2 separate regions of the Mus musculus genome follow, and region 1 is linked to region 2. Evidence: chromatin contacts called from public Hi-C data. All regions are on one chromosome and are shown on one strand. The core of a region is the stretch at or near the end of the contact, and the rest is flanking DNA. Distances in the headings are between cores, read along the strand shown.

Region 1 (6,748 bases), core at 4,135-6,634, 200 kb before region 2:
TTGTGGGATCCCAAACACCCAATGTAGTCGCCAGCCGGCTAATAAAGACTTCCTATTGGCTCAAATCCATGTCTGAGTCGTCTTCTCTGGTGATGCCCTGCAGTATCCCTTGCTTGCTGCCTGTTTTGGAAGTGTGATGGGAGATGGAATATGCATCCCTGCGTCCAGCGTGGTTTTATGGGGAGGAAATACTTCACATTTCATTAACCATCCTCATCAAAGGGTAATTTTCTTTTCTCTCAATTCGGGAAGATTTATTTATTTACCCTTTTAAAAATGCAATAGAAAGCAACCTCCAGCGGCCCAAGTGTTGACATTCTGGCTTCTTTTGTTATGTTTTTTTTGTTATTGCTGCTAATGAAATAATTTTCAATCAAGCACAAGTGCACTTTACAAAATTATAAAGTGGCATTTTCTTTTAAAAGCATCGTACTATTTTTTTCATTGTTATGCTATTAGCTTCTAGGGTGTTTTCTTGAGTTCTTTCCTTTTGTTGATTTTTAAAGAGTCATGTGTCAATCTGAGTGTGAGTCCAGTTATGAAATGGGAGTGACAGAAAGAATGAGATACACTTCAAGATCCCTTCCTGGCCTCTTGATCTTGCTTTCTTGTTCATGTTCTTTCTCTACACCAGGGGTGGACTCTAGCCTGCCAACCTCTTGCCTTCATCTCCCAATTGCTGGCATATACTACCATATATGCCCCAGCTCAAAATAGTAATTTCCGTGAATTTTTGTTTGTTTGTTTTGAGACAAGATCTCATGTAGCTCAAACTCCCCATATAGGATGACTGTAAATTCCTGATCCACCTGTCTTTGATCCCAAGTGCTGCGATTATAAGTGTGCACTGTGCCTAGCTTAAAATCATCCATTCCCTTCCTCAGGTCCAACCTTATCTTCTCTATGGTTTTGTGGAGAGATAAATCTAACTTGAAGAAGGTGACTTGGGAGAAGGGCAAAGGATGAAAGGGCTGTTTTTCCCAAAGCTTCTCATTGGCAGAGCTGAAAATGGCTGCTGTGGCCGTGTGTGTGTGTGTGTGTGTGTGTGTGTGTGTGTGTGTGTGTGTGTGTGAAACCAACAGGTAAAAGAGGCTCACCTTTTAAGGGCCTTTTGGCTCCAAGATAGAGCTGCTTTGTATACACCAAAGGATGCTGTAAAGGAAAGGACCGTTTGCAATCAAGTGTTTTCCTATTCTTGTAGCATCTGAGGATAATTTTAGAACTCCCCACTGTTAAATGCAATCATTATTTAGGAGTTAGAATATTTATAAGTATGATGTGATTGCACATTTCATTTCTGTGTTAGGTCTTACCTGTGCCTTTTAAGTAGTATAGTAAATTATTTTCTTGTCTGTGGATGGACTGAGAAAGAGTGTACATATAGTTTGCCCAGTCGCTGAATTTTATGACACGTCCAATTCACATTGATGTTGTAGTTTTGCCTTGGGTACATTTCAGGTGACTTTTGTTGACCTGAAATCCTGTCAGAATGATTGACTCAGAGAACTCCTGGGTCACGTAACCAGAGTGTTTCATGTCCTGTGAGTTAAATCTGTGTGGAACCATCACTGGATATTAGACCTGACTGAATCTGCCATTTTTATGAATGATCAGGAGGAGGCACTTTTGCGGATTACAGCCAGTAGCAATGTGGCATGGTGAATATTTCTGCTCCCTTGTCTTGTTTCAGTATACTGGGCAGCACTTTGTCCCCCAATTTGGTTATTAAAGCCACTATTAAATATAGCTCCTATGTCACAGATTAGAAATTCAGGAGAAGTTAGCACACGTCACTGTGTATTAGTTGAAGCAACAGGCCTGAAAGATGCACTTCTAAGATGGCTTCTTTCTCAGTGCCTGCAATAGCTGACAGCTGGGGTCCTCCTGGCTGGGCGCTTGCCTGGGTCTCTATCAATGCTACACTTCCTCACAGCGTGGAAACTGACTTCCTCAGAAGTTGAGGGAAGAATTTCAGGGTCCCAGGTTTCTTTGAAAGTACTACCAGGCATAGTGTGCAAGCATCACCTCTGTACAACCCTCAGAACACGAGTCCTCTGGCATGTTATGGTCAAGGATGTCACTAAGATCAGCCAAGGTTCAGGGCCAAGTGAGGGCAGAGATGGAGGTATCTCCATCTTTCAAAGGAGAACAAAGAAAGGATTTCAGGCCACCATCAACCCCATCAGAAAAGTATTTACCAAGTAACAATTTATAAGTACCCCCACCCCTGCTCCTGAAGCACAGCAGGCTAATGGTGTGGTGATCCAGTGGCCAGTCTGTGTACCAGGACCCTTCCAAGTGCTGGAGTGCTCACTCACACAAAAATAATCTGCTGCAGCACATCCTTGTCACATGATGAAGAGCCTGACTAATGTCAACATATCTAGAAAGCTGTCAGTCTTCTCTGAGTCCTGGTACCAACTAGTTTGTCATGAGAGAACAAACCATATATCCTCCAGCTGGAAGGGGCACTAAGAGATCACACCGTCACAATGATCACCTTCCAGAAAGATTTATTGAGTATCTTTTAGGTGCCAGACCCCGTGTACACAGAGAAGAACGTGCCAGACTCTCGCCCTTGAGACAGGGTTGCAGAAATAGAGGAAATGTATAAGAGATGACTAGGAGGCCAGGGGATTTCAGCTGACGGGCAAACGCCAGAGTGAGGGGTCTTCATGGATGCCGGTATCACACAATCATGAATGACAGCAGGGAGAGGCAGTTAGCAGGTGGTTGTTTATCTCATTGAAAATAAATTCCAAAGGGCTAGTCATTGCCTACAAGTTCCTCTGAAATATGATTCCTTGACTCCCCTCTAATCCCGTTGCTTCCTGACTTAAATCCGGTGTTGCTATAACAAAATACTTTAGGTCAGATACTTTATAAAGCCAGAAGGGTCTGCTTAGCTTATGGTTCTGTAGGCATAGGCGGACCGTACTGGGACCTTATCAGCTTTGATGAGGGCCCCATGACTTATGTCAGGAGTGCATGCGACAGATTGGGATTCACCTTCTAAAAAGAGTTACTGAGGGATTTCTTGTAACAACGCATCCTTGTGAGAACTCTTCCGGTCTTATAAGACTTGTGTCATTCTTTTCAAGGGCTCTTCTCCCAGGGCCTTTCTGCCTACCCATAGCCTTGGATTTTAGAGATTCCACACTCCAGTAGTTTCTCACTGGAGACCAGGTTTCTGGTACACTAACATGGCGGGGGTTGAGGCAGGTCATAACCAAGTCGCAGCCAAGTGTCTCAGGCCTGATGGCCTTAGTCCAAGGCTTGTGGTGGATGGAAAGAGTCGACTCCACAAGTTGTTCCTTTCTCTCCGCATGACATGCTCAGACCCTCAAACAAACGAAGTAAATAAATAAATGAATACTTAATATTTAAAAGTATTGGTTAACCGTGTGGCAGAACCTTAAAATGGTAGAAAAGAAAACCATAAACCGGATAGTTTGCCAACAGTGGCTTATTTATCACCATTCTAGAAGCCAGGAAGTCCTTGCATACCAGACTGGACATCTGGTGCAGGCCATGCCCTGTTCATAGGTGGCACTTACTGGCCTGTGGAGACTCTTGCATGTCTACGCATGTTACACATACACAAACACACACACACACCACCACCACCAACAATAACAACAGCAAATAATAATATAATACAAATCTTTAAAAGAAAGGTACACACAGAGGGCCAAGAGTCAGAGGAGCAAGGTTGTTGTCGTGGTGATCACATAATGCTGACAGACAGTGGAGGGAAGCTGGAAGTGTGCAGTTTCACCATCTGTGTCAGGACTAGCTTCTTTGATTCCATGCTTGTCTCTGTATTCCGTCTCTCACATAGCAGCCAGCGGGACCTTTAAGAAACACCGCCACGGAGGACTACGATAGTGAGTATGGACCATGCTGTTGTCTGTGGGCCGTGCTGCCAGTGAGGGCAATGTCTGGGTCTATGATCCTGCTATAGCCAGGAGCTGTGATGGTGTCTATGGCCCGTGTTAATCCTGAAGGCCATGTGGATGCCCATGGTCGGTGCAGCTACCTGCAGCCATGTTGTTATCCACAGGCCATGCTGCTACTGGACGTTGTGATCATGTCTGTGGTCTGCACTACCACGTGGAAGTCCACGATCTGTGTTCCCGCTGATTGTAAAGGGCACAGGTTACCAATGACTGCAAATTCACAGTTGAGAAAGACTGACATAGAAGGCTTCTAGGACAGCTCCCCTCCCCCAGTAACAGCCTAAACAGGAAGCCATGAAGAGAACTCTTCAATGTGAGATAAGGATGCTGAAGTGTAGCTTTTAAGAATTGATGGCTTCTGGTGGGGGTGCCGGTAGAAAAGAACTTAGATATTTTTAAGGGGCTAGCTACTGGAAGTTTGACCATGCTCCATACTCCAGAGAGCATATGGCAATACAAGTTGGACTTGTTTGTATTTATTTATTTACTTACTGATTTACTTTGTTTGTTTGTTTGTTTGTTTTGTGGGGAGGGTCACAAGGAGAGAGTTGGACCTGGGAAGACTGGGAAGTGAGTGTGATTGGGGTTCATAATGTGAAATTCCCCAATAATCAACAGAAGTATTATGTATATAAAACCACGTAGGTCGGGCTGTACTATTCTCCTGTCCAAAATACAACAACGGGTTTTTGCTGTGTTTGCAATAAACACAGGCTCTCCATTATGTTAGCATCCACACTGCCTCCAGCGTCTCCTTCTACTCTTTCTCCTCTCTGTGATGGAGCCACCTTCTTCTCCTTTCTGTTCCTGGAGCTTGCCAGGTTCACCTCACCAGCCTCCCTGCATCTCCAGGCCCTTGCACTGCAGTTCGCTCCCTGGACCACTCTGGACCTGCAACTCTGTGCAGCTGCCTCTTCCTCCAGGCCTCGGGCCAGATAACCACAGCAGGATGACTGTCTCCGCCTCACTCCACCACCCATCTACTTCTGTGGAGTTACTGACGGTTGGGAGGTACCTTGTAGGTGCTGGAGGCAGAACCCAGGTCCTCTGCAGGACTAGCCAGTGTGTTGTAATTGCCACTGCGCCTCTCCAGCCCCTCTTGTTCTTATCAACGAAGCCCTCAGTTTTCTCTTACGTAAGGCATTGGCGGTACACGGTCAGACTTGTTACCAGAGGATACATTAGGTGCCGTTAAAAAAGAACAGCTGGAACCTGGTGTGCTCTCCATGGTAACTTTGTCAAGATGTCACTTTTTGCTACCCAAATGTCCCTTGATTATATCCACTTTATTGTCCCTCATTTGTAAGTGAAGTGTCTGCTTTTTGAAAGTCCTTTTCATTCTGCCTGTACCGCCAGCATATTGTCATATCCAGCGCACCCTGAAAACCTTGTAGAATCAGGAACTGAAACTCAGCGGTCACAGTGGATAGGCCAGAGACCCGTGAAGGCTGAGGCTGGGAAAGCTGGCTGGACTGTATGAGAGGGTTGACTTGAGTGCACTGGGTTTGGGATTTTAAGTGAGTGTTCTGTCCCAGGACACTGAAAGAATTTGGGGTAATTTACTGTTAATTTCTCTTATGAGATTTTGAAATGTAGCAAACAGGATTATGTGGACAGACAAGTTCAAGTCTGGCTTTTTGAGAGTGAAGAATATGAGTTTTAAATTTAGGTGGCTAATCCCAACATTTGGGAGGGTGAGGCAGGAGGATTGCAAGCTATGTAGTGACCTATTTTTTGTTGTTGTTGTTCACTAAAATGAAGCCAAACCAATAGTCCTGCATTGTGATTTTTCTGTGTATGTAGTTTAGAGTGTCTTTTTAAAACAGTTGTTTGTGGCCAGAAGTGGGGCCAGACTGTAATACCAGCATTGCAAAAGATGGGAGGGTTGCTGTGAGCCTGATCAATGGAGTGAGCCTGTATCAAAAAAAAAAAAAAAAAAAAAAAAGGAGGGTGAGAGAAGGGTGAGGGGAAGGAGGAGGAAGAGGAATAGGAGGAGGAAGAGGAGAAAAGAAGAAGAAGAAGAAGAAGAAGAAGAGGAGGAGGAGGAGGAGGAGGAGGAGGAGGAGGAAGAAGAGGAGGAAGAAGAAGAGGAGGAAGAAGAAGAAGAGGAGGAGGAGCAGCTTAAGATAACTAAATGTTGTTTAGGGGAAAGTGTGACACCCCAAGAGAAAGGAGCTCTGGAGAATTCAATTGGAAATGTTCCAGTCATCACTGATTTTTTTGTAGCAGAATCAGGATGAACTCCAGGCTTCTACAAAGCATCAGTTGCTCGTAACCACTGAGCCAGCTCTCTAACCCATTGCTTATTTACCTGTCGTTGCTGTTGTTTGTTGTGTGTTTGAGACAGGAGCTCACTTTATATCCCTGGCAGGCCCGAAACTCTGGGACTTTTATGCAGATCAAGTTCTGAGGAAGTCTAGAACTTTGGACTTTTTGTGTGGACCATCCATTGAGTCAGTGGCTCAAACACACAGAGCTCTGTCTGCCACCCACGAGTCTTAACTGAACTGCAGAATGTTGCCTGGTCCAGTTTTATTAACTTTAAAATGAGAAAATGGGGCGGGAGCCATTCATGCTTTTGCTCCCTACGTCAATTCCTCACACTGTGTGTGTGTATGTGTGTTCCTTGCTTCAGCCTTTTACCTTTCTAGCTTATCAGCAAAGATGAGCATATTGGTTTTATTTTCAGCTATCTGAAAATGTCATGATCATAACAGTTATTATCTGTCATGAGAGCAACTTCGCGAGAATGTTGCTAAACAAACACAAATGTTATCAGTTGTCAGCAG
Region 2 (7,048 bases), core at 3,982-6,481:
GACAGAGACAGAGAGAGACAGAGACAGAGACAGAGAGACAGAGAGACAGAGTCATCCATCCTTACCAGGCCAAAGCTGGTTATTACACTCGTGCTGGTAAAAAGGCTGAAGCAGGAAAATCAAGAGTTCAAGTTCAGCCTGGGATACAGAGCAATATGTTGTGAGCATGTTATTACAGAAACATAGATGACATTGTGTCTCTCCACAATGTCAGAATGCATTGAGTAAAAATAGATTCACAAACTATATCACTTTTGCTGTTTGCAATTTGCCAAATAACTCCCAGTTTCACTTGGTAGCTGGTAGTTGGCTATCACAGGTTCTTACATCCTACTCTTTACTATTATACTCTATGATCACACATTATTCTTTATATAAGTATGTGTGTGTGTATGCATGTGTGTATGCATGCATGTATGTGTATGCATATATGTGTGTGTGTGTGTGTGTGTGTGTGTGTGTGTGTGTGAGAGAGAGAGAGAGAGAGAGAGAGAGAGAGAGAGAAGTTAAGGAAGTTGTTGAGTTCATAAAGGTTGTCCTGAAATTGAGACAGAGAGCTAATACAGGCACAAGGGAACGTCTGTAGCAGGCCATGTAAGAAGTCTTGGAAGCATCAGGCCTAAGAGCTGTTCAAGCATAGGTGGTAGATGCCATTTTAAGGGTCTAGGCACATTTGGTGAAAACCAAAATTTAGTTCTTTGATTCTTCTGGTTACTTGTCTGAGGAAGATGGAGTCAAGGAGCCGAGCCCCCTGCTGGATTTGCTGTGAGGGCTTTAATAGAAAACAAGAGAATGATCTGGAAAGCTCTTGGAACTGGCTGGGCCGGAGAGGGGGAGGGGTAGATCCGACAGCCAATCATGGAAATGGGGGAGGAGTCGAACGTTGGTCGTGCTTGTTAGAAATCTACTCAGTGGAAAAGTGAGCTTAGTAGATTTATAACATCTGTCCTAATGCATGGGTATATCTAGAATTCCCATTCTGCCTGAAAGAATGTCCTTGTATGGTGTGAACAGGGCAGGAGGTTACATCTTACTGCGCTGATAGAACCTTCCAGGTAGTCTAGGTCTATTTCATCTAACATCACATTCAGAAATCTTCAGTTAGATCTTAGCTTCCTCTGGGGAACAATGTACTGATCCGCAGGCCTTCAAATGCTCATGTCCTTCTGAAGGTGCTTTCTGCATGCAGCGGGCAAGCTGATATCCCCACCAGCCTCTTGAATGTGATTAACAGGAGCCTGACTTGAAGATAGATAAATTGCTGGCATGCTGACAAGGTCAGGTTTTGACTTTGTCTAATCATCAGAACACTGGGGTTATAAATTTGTAAGATAATAAATAACACCAAGACTGCATCGTTAGCTAAGTCAGCCAGCCAATATTTTTGTAGCAGGGTATGCTGACATAGCTATCTGACTGAGAAGGCATACTGAACTTTTCTCTCAGGCGCATTCTCAAGTACAGGAGCTAGCTCTTTTGCAGTCATCTGTCTGTCTGTCTGTCTGTTAAGAATTTTCCTTCTGTTCTCTCTTTCTTTTTAGACAGGGCCTCGCTATGCAGCACCCATGGGCCGGAATCTCACTTTATAGTCCAGACTGGCCGTTAATTCGTTGAGATCTACCTCCCTCTGACTCCCAAATGCTGGGATGGAAAGTGTACAGCATCGTGCTTTGTCACATTTTGAACCTGAATACAACCTTGTTGGGGAAAATCATTATAGCAAGGTGAAAACATTCAAGGTTGGAGATAATACCAAAAGTGTCGACCGACTGGCGAGATGGCTCATCGGCTGAGATCACTGACTGCTCTTCCAGAGGTCCCGAGTTCAGTTCCTAGTAACCACATGGTGGCTCATAGCCATCTGTAATGAAATCTGACGCCCTCTTCTGGTGGGTCTGAAGAAAGCGACAGTGTACTCACATAATTTTTTTTTTCTTAAGTGTTGATGGAATGAATGTGGGGGGGTCCCTGAAAAAAAATCATACCTCATCGGCTGCCTCTCACAGGAGAGAAGTATGTGCTCTGGAGCCCAACACTAGATTTCCATAGAGGCCATACTCTGTCCTAAGCAGGGATCGAGCCCAGTAAGAATGAGACAGCCTATCCTAGGAGACAGAGGACTCCTCTGATGTCTGCCTTTGGCCTGAGACTTCCCATCAGTCTTGGCAAACCTCTGCTGGATTGTACAGTAGTCTATAATGCTCCTGTCTGGTGTTTCTCCCCGATTGGCTTCTTGGGGTTGCGGTTTGACTGTGCTTACTTATTAAAGTTTGCCCTGGCATCTGTTTTTCAAATGCCCCAGATGAGCACCATGAACAAGCCCTGCTGAAATCCCAACACAACAGAGAAGTAGACTCAAGGTGGGGTTCTAGAAAACCAGAGAGCTGATAGTTACCCAGGCATGATCAGTGAAGGAGTGGGATGCAGGGTTTCCCCACGTTAGACAAGGAGCAACAGCAGGGAGCATTTTCTGGAATCTAGAGGCTTGGGGAATGGATTGCTTTATAGGAGTTAGAGAGTTTCCATAAGGATTGTAGTGAAGTGGAAACGTAAGAGTTCTTCGGAAAGTCGGTTGGATGGTGTTTTGCTGGGGCAAACATGTGAAGGAATGTTTAGCTGAAGTGGACACATGAAAAAGAACGTTCTGCTAAAGCAAGAAGGTGAAAGGACATATGATGAAGGATTCCTCACTAGCAAAGCATGTATTGGTCCACCTTCCTTTGTGTAGTTGAGCTGCATTTGTCAAGACTCCATAGAGAGAAACATGCCGAAAAACTTTGGGTGGTGTGCTGCAGTTTCTTGCCAATTCCAAGGACTTGGGCTGATTGGCAGAGTGGTGTCAGCTGAGACAGACACATGTGCTGAGGCGAGACCTGTGGAGGACACATATTTGCAGGGAGTATAAAAAGGACTCAATGGACAGTGATGGAGGCTGAGCTAGGCTTGCTTATAGAGCTAGCTGTGCAATGCTTGTTGGTCTTGTGTCTCCACTGTCTTCACTGATCTTCACTTTGCTGAGAGAGGCACAGCCAAGAACTTCTGCCATCCCTCCTACTGACTTGTGCCAAGGCTGAGGCCTGGCTGTCTCTGCTAGGTCATGCCACCGCTGCTGATTCCTGTTTGCTAACTCTAACTTTACTGAACTGGTCTGCTGGTGTCTCAGTTAAAGTGCCTGTGAGTGGATCAGGCTGCTGTAGCTAACCTGTGAACAGAACTGTCAATTTCCAGACGACACAGATGGGAGTTGCTCCAAAGAACCCCTCTAAACAGGTCCACTGCCTTTGTATCCTTTCTTTTCCACTGCCTATGGTGGGTTGGTGGGTTGAAAGGGAGGTTAAAGCATTTAATAACCATCATTAAAAATAGACTTTGAAAAAATTAGAGTTATACGGTAACCATAGGCAGGTTCCCAGGTAACAGGAACTCAGCACTCTAAATTCACTAGTCTGCCCCCACCCAATCCGAAGCTTACTGGTGTTGAACTCAATTGGAAACCGAGGGGTTTGTGGGCATGTTGAAAGCTCGTGTGTGTCCCACACAGGGAGGATGAGAGTGGCAGGACTGAGAGGAGATGTCTCCAGACAAAAGCCAGAAACCAGCTTTGGTGTGGTGGCAGCGAGCCTTCTGCCTAGGTTTGCCAGAAGCAACAATCCTAAAAGAAAATAGCAAGTCAGCAAACCAACGAGCAGTTTCCTTCCAAGGATCTGCTGCTTCAGGGCCGAAGCGCGTCTGTCAGCCATGGTTACACTGAGCCCTCTGCATCTCTTAGCCTCAAACTCCCCCAAGTGGCAGCTTCATCCTCCAGCTAGTCCACCTGATCCCTTCTGAGTGCTGTACTCGGCGTAGTCAGAGACAGGACAGCCATCTGTCCTGTCAGGCTTCACGCAGGAGGGAGAAAACCTCTCCAGAACATCTCGGAAGATTCTTATTAACAGCCATGGTTGTGAGAAGAGAATGCTGAACAAGCCCTGGGTTCTGCTGGAAAGGGAGGAGCCTGCTACACATTCCCCCCTTTCTTTCTTGGCGGAATCTTTTTATGAAGTCCAGGCTGGCTCTGAGTGTACCCTGCCTTCTCTGTGCTGGTTTAGAGGCATATGCACCCTACCCCACCCACTTCATTTAACTTCAAACTACAAACTGAGTTAGCTCCCTGATGCATACGTCGGATTACTACATCATTCTTCTCTTCGTAGAACCCTGCCACCCTGGCATACAGTCAGTACCATTGTTCTGGAACCCCAGTGAGACACCCCAGTCTCCCTCCTCTGCCGACTCCCTATCTGTCTTTATAATACACAGTCACGCCCTTCCCACGGCCGTTCACTTTGTGGGTTCTTTCATGACCTTGGTATGGAGAGCCCTGCATCATTGGCCTTCCTCAGCTTGTTGTAGGAAATACCACATGCATGTGACATCCCGGGAGCCTTCCCATGGCCTGCTGTGTGCTCCATGACAGCTTGTGTTTGTCTGTAGGGCTTCTGTGAATCCCAATAACCTGTCTTCTAAATAGTCTCTCCTGGTTTCTAGGATGGAAGGAGGAGCCTGTACTTATTGAAGGCATGGCTGGAAGCCTGGGTCAGCACTCAGCTTCTAGCAATCAGGCAGCCTGGGATGGACTCTTCTTGGCTTTGTTGTTGTTTTCTAGTGACCCTAGGCAAGTTATTTAACTCCCCTGCGTATCTGTGTCCCCACGCGTCAGTAGGAACCTAATATTAACAACCTAATGGGATTTATGATGAACGTCAAGCAAGGTGACTTATGTAAAGTACTTAGCAGAGCGCCTGGTACAGGGTCATTGCACAGTGAGTATTTGCAGACTGAATGGTGATGAGATAAAATATGTTTAAACAGAACTGAGTCTTTTCCACTATTCTGGAGTGCCACATTATGCCCTAATATACTTGCCCGGATAGAGGTCTGTCAAGGCCAATCTTTTCTATGTGACTGGGAAGGGGAAAAACGTAGCTGTCTGCTGATCTCCTAGCACCGTTACCAACTGTGATGCTGCTCAGATCTGCCACTACAGATTGAGCCTCTCAACTGTGCCAGCAATTAACCAATACTTACTAAGCAGAAAGGCAGGTTTGAGAGCAAGGGACTCGCTTCCTGCCACACACACTTCAGTCTCATCCATTAGTCAGCATATAAACAGCAAATACATTAGCCTTCAAAAGAACCTCGGAGGATGGGTGGCACTTACTCAAGAGGAACAGGAAGAAAGAAAGATTACCCAGATAATGGGAAGAAAAGAGAAGTGGGAGCTCAATCAATAGAGGAGGGCAGTGTGGGCACATCGGTGAGTGGCAGCAGAGTCTTGCAAGAAGAAAGTCTTGGATAGCTTCCTTAAAAAAAAAAAAAAAAGGTGAACTACCTTAAATTAATGTTTTGTCACAGAAGTATAGAACCAGGAAGGAATTTTAAATCCTCTTGTTTGAAGAAACTGGAGCTCAGAAAGGGAGTTTTGACCAAAGTCACCTCATTGGTCGACACCCCCAGATTTCTCTTGCCTTAGGCTGTACATTTCCTTTACTAAAGCGGCTCTTGAAGAGTTTAGACTATTCGGCTTCTTAAAGCGACACTGAGGTAGCTTATTAGGAAAGTTTCGTCATGGGTGGGGAGGAGAGAGAATAATGGGTGTGGAGAACAGGGACTGAGAAGGGAGGAGGTCGCTGGGAGGAAAGTCGTCAGCCTCTTCTAATGCTCCCTTCCTTCTGTAGAGAGCCTAAGCCATATATTCATACTGAAGGGTGAATGACGCCAAGCCATTCTCAAATGGTGTCTGCTAGGAAGGGTGTGTGGTCATAAGGACAAGCTTATGAAGACCTCTCTCTAATCCCATCTGCCTCAGTGTCATGCCATAACTTCAGGAAAACTCCCCTACCAAGGGAACCACCCAGAACATTCTAAAGGGACGATTCTTAAGATATTTGGGGACAGGTGCCACACCATGACCCTCGTCTCATGCCTCAGTTATTCAGGCTAAACATAATTCATTCTTTCTGCTGCTCCCACCCAGTTTACCCTTGTTGTCCTGCTCCGGATGAGTGGCCATCTGTCCCTGTCTATTTCAAAGAACCATGAATGGTACATTTAAGACCAGTTGTGCAGGAAGCTTGGGACAGTCCCCTCCCACTCACCCACCCCCATGGTTCACGGGAAGTTTCTATTAACAGAGTCTGAGTAACAGGGCCTCTTCCGAAGCTCATAGGCAAGCAGCTACCAATGGACACTGAGCTGCACAGAAGTTTGCGCTGAAGAGGGCTTCGCCCAGTCATCAACCCACACATCCAGTTACACTGGAGAAGAACAGACAAATATGGGAGAAAGCATAGCAGTTGCTGTCACATTCCAAGCCAGCTCCCCACGCATGCTCATAAGGATACTTCCCTTCTCCCAGATCTGAAACCACAGAGTCCTGTCTGAATATCCTTTCTTTCATACTTATACCATTGTGTTGCTTTTATTCTTTCTATCAAATCCATCCCTTCCCATTTCCTCCTGTTTCCACACTCACTACCATCTGAAGAGTTGCTCACATTGATGTCTTCCTTCGGCTGCTTTACAGGGTGGATCCAGAACTCTGCATTGGCCTTAAACATACCTTTCTGTCGCCCATTTGGGGTTGGGCTAGGGATGTAATCCGTGTTCTGACTGTGTTGCTCCTCAGGAGAAAGAAGGAACTTCCAATTCTACCTTCGTGACCTTTTATTTCCACTGGCTTCAGCTCGGTCCTGCTGTCTGTCACTTCTCCACTGTTTGCATCGCATCCTGTATCTATAAGACTATATTTTTGACATTTAAGAAAAATGTAAGCATCTTTTTTTCCCCTGATATTTTTTTTGGTTTTGTTGGCTGCTGCTGCTGCTTCTTCTTCTTCTTCTTCTTCTGTTTCTTCTTCTTCTTCCTCCTCCTCTTCCTCCTCCTCCTCCTCCTCCTCCTCCTCCTCTTCTTCTTCTTCTTCTTCTTCTTCTTCTTCTTCTTCTTCTTCTTCTTCTTCTTCTTCCTCTTCCTCTTCTTCTTCCTCTTCTTCTTCCTCCTCTTCTTCCTC

What was found. A called contact is a pair of places that touch in the nucleus more often than the background predicts.
Region 1: a Hi-C map of bone marrow-derived macrophages shows a contact between it and region 2, with 26 read pairs. The contact joins two enhancer-like sites. A contact is called at or near these places in 20 of 484 Hi-C or Micro-C datasets (bone marrow-derived macrophages, embryonic stem cells, granulosa cells and 2 more), 6 of 115 datasets of contacts at active chromatin or transcription factors (the 230-238 cell line, embryonic stem cells, fibro-adipogenic progenitors and 1 more) and 1 of 9 other capture datasets (embryonic stem cells).

Annotation. Positions count from the first base shown.
Region 1 is chr10:95,289,962-95,296,709 of GRCm38.p6, reverse strand. The region is part of intron 2 of Cradd (CASP2 and RIPK1 domain containing adaptor with death domain); the gene reads left to right. Among named protein-coding and RNA genes, the nearest start is that of Cradd, 30 kb to the left of the region's middle. Within about 2 kb of position 5,384, at least 66 of the 459 cell types and tissues checked have an H3K27ac peak or open chromatin away from gene starts, as enhancers often do. A contact at or near this core is called in bone marrow-derived macrophages, where this site is marked.
Region 2 is chr10:95,085,069-95,092,116 of GRCm38.p6, reverse strand. No RefSeq gene overlaps it. Among named protein-coding and RNA genes, the nearest start is that of Gm29684, 57 kb to the left of the region's middle. Within about 2 kb of position 5,231, at least 40 of the 459 cell types and tissues checked have an H3K27ac peak or open chromatin away from gene starts, as enhancers often do. A contact at or near this core is called in bone marrow-derived macrophages, where this site is marked.